Regions from separate parts of the Sus scrofa genome. Here region 1 is linked to region 2. A link is a contact called in public HiChIP or PLAC-seq data. All regions are on one chromosome and are shown on one strand. Each heading gives the region's core, a stretch centred on a gene start, on an enhancer-like site or on the middle of the called end of the contact. The rest is flanking DNA. Distances are from core to core; before and after follow the strand shown.

Evidence for each region. HiChIP or PLAC-seq counts read pairs in DNA pulled down with a chosen protein or histone mark.
Region 1: an H3K27ac HiChIP or PLAC-seq map of alveolar macrophages shows a contact between it and region 2. The contact joins the promoter of GGA1 here to the promoter of PDXP in region 2. A contact is called at or near these places in 3 of 5 promoter capture datasets (fetal skeletal muscle, liver and skeletal muscle), 11 of 47 Hi-C or Micro-C datasets (adipose tissue, alveolar macrophages, blood and 7 more) and 2 of 2 datasets of contacts at active chromatin or transcription factors (alveolar macrophages and skeletal muscle).

Annotation. Positions count from the first base shown.
Region 1 is chr5:10,212,394-10,215,234 of Sscrofa11.1, reverse strand. It overlaps GGA1 (ADP-ribosylation factor-binding protein GGA1), which reads left to right and starts at 1,405. Exons shown (of 19, transcript XM_021091505.1): 1 at 1,405-1,840. The coding sequence starts at 1,798.
Region 2 is chr5:10,168,118-10,171,005 of Sscrofa11.1, reverse strand. PDXP (pyridoxal phosphate phosphatase) reads left to right here and starts at 1,280. Exons shown (of 2, transcript XM_021091503.1): 1 at 1,280-2,120. The coding sequence starts at 1,547.

The sequences.
Region 1 (2,841 bases), core at 156-2,655, 44 kb before region 2:
ATGCATGATTTTTTTTTTTTTTTTTTTTTGGCCGCACCCATGGCATGCTGTAGTTCCTGGGCCAGGGAGCCAACCTGCGCCACAGCTGCAACCGGAGCCAAAACAGTGACAACCCCGAATCCTTAACCCACTGAGCCGCCAGGAAACACCTCAATGCGTGTTGATTGAACACTTATGTGCCAGTTATTCTTTCAAGCCTTGAGGATACATCGATGAACCAAATAGATGAAATTCCTCGTCCTCACAGAGCTTACCTTCCAGTGGGGGCAAGAGACAAAAGACACGATGAAGAAAAGAAGTAATCAGTGGAGACAGGTGCTAAGGAGAAAAGTTCAGCCGAGACAGTGAGTGGGGAGCCTGTGTTGGGGGGATTCACTTAGCAAACACTGGTTCACTGAATTCTAACAAGAATGATTCAGATGGGAAGTCTTGAGATCCAAGGAGGCTAAGTGACTTGTCCTAGGGCAGTTTGGAAAGCAGCGAGGTCAGAATTTGAACCCTGGTCAAATCTCTGCTCTCTTTAAAACGTGACCCTGGACAGACTGCATGTGCCCCTAAATCAGTGCGGTAAATGTATTATTTCTGTAACAATTCATGTCACAGTAATAAAAGAAACAAACGAAAAGAGCTCTAAGTACATATTATGTTACAGCTTTTATTGAGGAATGCAATAAACATACATATCACTTTCCTGTATAATTTTAATGGTTTGTGGGGGAGAGTTGAGAAAAGCATCTCGGTTTGCTGAATAGTTGAGTTTAGGGGAAAAACTGACCCAAGCACATGCCTCTCAAACTCCCTGATGAGGTCACCTCGGTTCTGCAAGGTGAATCGAGGTCGCTTGCGAAGGCAACGGCTGAGCAGAACCGGATTCGCCAGATTCCCTTTAACCCTCCAGGAGACAGGGAGGCTCCCGAGCACACCACGGGTCAGTTCCCCGGAAGGCCGCCAGGGGGCGACAGAAGGAAACGGACCCAGGTGAGCTCGTGACGTGCCCCGGGGCCTGGAAACTGCGGGGTGCATGAAATGATCTCAGAATGAATGCAGGAGATAGCACGGGGTTCGGGCTTTGCCACTTGTGTGACCTCAAACGATCCGGTTCATTGGTTTGTTGTGAGGAGTAAATAGAAAAATGTGTAAAAGTTCTCAAAGGAGTTCCCTGGTGGCTTAGCCGGCTAAGGATCCCCTGTTGTCACTGCTGTGGCGCAGGTTCAATACCTAGCCTGGGAATTTCCACATGCTTTGGACGCAGCCAAGGGGGAAAAAAAAAGTGCTTAAAACGATGCTTGGACAACTGTAAACACTCAATAAACTTTAACGGCCCAAGTAAGTCGTTGCCCTTTTAAGGCCCCGCCATGTTTACATCTAAGCGGAAATACCCGCTCAGGATTCCGGAAGTGACCTAAGAGCCCCTCAAAAAGATGGCGGTGGAACGTTCGGCCGGAAGCGGTCACAAGCGTTTTCGTGACGCGAAACGAATTAGAGCGTCCCGCGGGGTTTCCATGGTGCAGCTCTCAGCCCCGAGTCCTTCTGCTTCCTCTCCGGCCTGAGCGCTGTGGACGAGGAGGCCGGCAACCCGTTCCTCCCCCCGCAGTCGCCGCTTAGGGGAGGGGTTGGGCGAGCAAGTGACGCTCTAGGCGAGTAGTTCTCGTCTCTATGGTGCTGAATGCTCTCACGCTCCGCTCTCGCGCGTTGGGACGGACGTTGCCCCTTTAATCGGCCGAGGGCGGTGCCGAGGAGGTCCCGCGAGAGCGGCGGGGGGCGGGGGGCGGTGCCGAGGCTGGGGGCCCGTGGCGGATGGAGCCCGCGATGGAGCCGGAGACTCTGGAGGCGCGAATCAGTGAGTGTCCGGGAGGGGCGCGGGCCGGACCGGAACCGGAACCAGGGGCACTAGGCGGGCCCCTTCCCGACGGAGGCGGGGTACGGGGCGCCCCCTCCTCACGCCCCGCCCCCGGCCCGGGGAGGGACGGTGTCCCAAGCCGGTACCTCAGACTCTGGGTTGAATAGAGACCCCAGCAGGTGCGCGGACTGGCGACGCGAGCGGGCGCCGCCTACCCTTCCGATCCGAGGGCAGCGACCCCCAGGGAGGAGTGAGCTGCGCCCCTCTCTGTGCCCAGAACCTCCGGGATGGAGAAAGCAGCCTCCAACCCCCTCGGGCCCAGACTTCAACGCGGAACGGACGCCCTAGTCTTTCCAAGGAGCCCGGGATGGTAGCAAGCGAGCAGCCCCTGGGGCTGAACCTCAGACCCAAGAGGGAGGGATCCTGCTCCCCTGGAACCCCGAATCCTCCGCTTTCTGACGCTGCATGCGTGACTCGCTCCTATCCATTCCTTGAGCTTGCATCTCCGCTCAGATTTGCTCGTTCCCCCACCCAGGAAGGGAGGGTCCACTAACCCATGAGAGCCCCCGAGTTCTGGCCACATAGTGAGAAACCCCTAAACCCTACAGGTTTGAGTCCGGTCTCAGACTCCAGAAGTAATTTCAAGGTCTCTATCCCTGCCCTCAACCCAGCCCCTTGGCTTCTGCACCCTCACCAGACTCCTTTCCCAGCCCTCTCCTGGCTTCCTCCAAATGCCTCTGCATCCCCTCCTGTGTCTCTTCCTAATACCTGGCTTTCAGAGTATCAGCCGCTACACGGTCCACCTGACCTCCCTATCCCACACTACAGAAGCTTTTCAGCTCTCACAACCCCTCAAAGCATGGCTTGCTTCTCCCCGGGCTGGTGACAGCTCCCTCTCAAGTCTTTCTTCCTGTTGGGCCCACATCTGCCACAGGACCTCGGGGCAGCCTCTGCTCAGGTCTACCTTCAGTTCAGCCTCCTGGCCTCAGGCACACCAGGGA
Region 2 (2,888 bases), core at 31-2,530:
TTAACCCAGACTGGCATGGGTTAAATGGTATGTATGTATATGCAAGTGTGTGTGTGTGTGTGTGTGTGTGTGTGTGTGTAAGGTGGATGTCAAGAAGGCTTCCTGGGAGTTCCCACTGTGGTGCAATAGGATAAAGGCGTCTTGGGAGCAATAGGACACAGGTTCAATCCCTGGGCCGGCACTGCGGGTTAAGGATCTGGCATTGCTGCAGTGGTGGCTTAAGTTGCAACTATGGCTCAAATCTGATCCCCGGGCCCAGGAATTCCATATGCCACCAGGTAGCCAAAAACGGGGGGGAAAGAAAAAGGAAAAAAGAGGGCTTCCAGGAGAAGGTGATATTGAGGGGGGGGAGTCTTTCAGGAGCTGGCCAGGTAAAAAAAGAAAAGAAGGAAGAATATTCTGAGCTGAGGAGACCAGCTATGCAAAGGCCAGGAGCAAAAGTCCAGGGCGCTGGGGAGCAAGAACTGTCAGCCTCAGAGCCTGAGTGACAGGATGTGGCTTTTCCCAGGTCTTTGAAGCTTCATTTGCTCCTGAGGGTCAGACAGGTCTTCAGAGCCCTCTCAGAGGTTGGCAGACAATCTCAGAATTGTGTGACACATCCCTCCCCTAGTAAGGACCTAGGCAGCCAGGTCCTATCTCCGCCCTGGGCAACTGGCCACTGCTGCTCTGTCTCCCCTCTCCAGGGTCCACCGGTGACCGGCTGCCTCTAGCCCAGTGCCTCTCTGGCCTCACGACAGAATCCCTGAGTAATTTTTTCGTTAATTTTTTTTTTTTTAAAGCTGGGCCTCATCCAAAGCAATTAAGCTAACAATTCTGAGGTCCTGCCACACATTGGTATTTTTTAAAACGTTTGTCAAAAGTCATCGAACTGCACAGTTAAGACCTACGCATCTTGCTGGGCGGAAATTATATCTCAAAAAAAAAAAAAAAAATTCCATTCTCCAGGGGACTCTTCGGCCAGGGTGGAAAGCCACTGGTCTAGGCCAAGGGCTCCAGCGTCCGAGAGGACACCATGTGCCACTCTCCCCAGCACACCTACCCGCTTCTCAGGACTTCGCTCGGAACTAGAGCGTCCACGGGTCAGAGGGCAATGAGATTTGACCCAAAGATAACATCTTTAGCATCTATTTTCCTCCTAGCAACCAGCTGTCTTAAGCTTCTGATTGGCTGGGCAAACGCGGCGGGCTAGTTTCTAGTCCTAACTTCTTATTGGGCAAAAGGAGTGTCAGTCTCTGAGCTTCCCACCCTCCTGTTGGGCAGAAGCTCCACGGCTGCTCGCCCAACGGAGCAAGGGGAGGGACGAAAGAGCAGGCTAGGCCTTTATTAGTCCTCTTGCCTCGGTGGCGGCCGTAATTCCGCTCTTTTCTTCGGCTGGGTTAGCTCGCAGTCCCTCTGCTCCCGAGACTCGCCCTCGGTGACCCCGCCCCCTGGCTCTTCCAGCGCGCCGATTGGCAGGTGGCGGGGACTGGTTGGCTGCGAGGCGAGCGCGCCGTGCCCGTGGAAAGAGAGCGGCGCGGCGCGGGCGTGCGGGCAGCCACCCGGCTGCATGGCGCGCTGCGAGCGGCTTCGCGGCGCGGCCCTGCGCGACGTGCTGGGCCGGGCGCAGGGGGTCCTGTTCGACTGCGACGGGGTGCTGTGGAACGGCGAGCGCGCTGTGCCGGGCGCCCCGGAGCTGCTGGAGCGCCTGGCGCGGGCTGGCAAGGAGGCGTTCTTCGTGAGCAATAACAGCCGGCGCGCGCGGCCCGAGCTGGCCCTCCGCTTCGCGCGCCTCGGCTTCAGGGGGCTGCGCGCCGAGCAGCTCTTCAGCTCCGCACTGTGCGCCGCGCGCTTGCTGCGCCAGCGCCTGCTCGGGCCTCCGGACACGCAGGGCGCGGTATTCGTGCTGGGCGGCGAGGGGCTGCGGGCCGAGCTGCGCGCCGCGGGGCTGCGCCTGGCGGGGGACCCCGGCGAGGACCCGGGCGCGGCCCCGCGCGTGCGCGCCGTGCTGGTGGGCTACGACGAGCACTTCTCCTTCGCCAAGCTGAGCGAGGCCTGCGCGCACCTGCGCGACCCCGACTGCCTGCTGGTGGCCACCGACCGCGACCCGTGGCACCCGCTCAGCGATGGCAGCCGGACCCCAGGTGAGCGCGGGTCTGGCAGGGAAACTGAGCTGGGGCGCGGCCTGCGGTTTCACCTCTAGGCCTAGGGGTGAGCGGAGGGGAAGGGCGGCCCCAGGTGACAGGTGGCGAGCGGGAGGGATGTGAGGATGTCCCCCAGGATGCTTTCATGTCCACATCTGGTGATTCTTGCAGCCTGTGAAGGGCAGCCCTGGGGTCTCCCTTTGACAAATGAGGAAACCGAGGCCCACTGTGGATCAGGGAGCTGCAGACAGAATCCAGGGCTCCGACTCCCTGGATTAGGAACCCAAGCCTTCTTGAACCATCTTCAGGGGCTCATTTTGCCCCACTCGTCGTCGGGGTGAGGTCGGAGAGTTGGGGATAAGGTGTGGAAGAACTGGACTGTTGGAACACGTTTCCAGGGGCAGGTTGAAGGCAGGTGGGTGGGGAGCCCGAGGTGGATGGAGTTTGACCTGAGTTCCACTTCCAGCTCCAAGGCTCTGTAATCTTTTTGAGTTATGTAACCTTGGAGCATCTCTACACTGGGTGTAAAGTGGGAATACTAAACATGGCAGTTTCATGGAGAGAGTGATCAGGGGAATGTCTGTTACATAGTAGGTGCTCAGATGATGCCAATTTTATCAGGAGCCTTCTCATGTTACAGAGTTGTGTGAAGCGCCTTGGTATCTGTTATTTAGTTTCAAAATTACTCTGGAGATGGAAGTTATTGTCCCATTTTTTAGTTAAACAAACTGAGGCTAAGAGGAGGGAAGTGAGCTGCCCAAGAGCAAG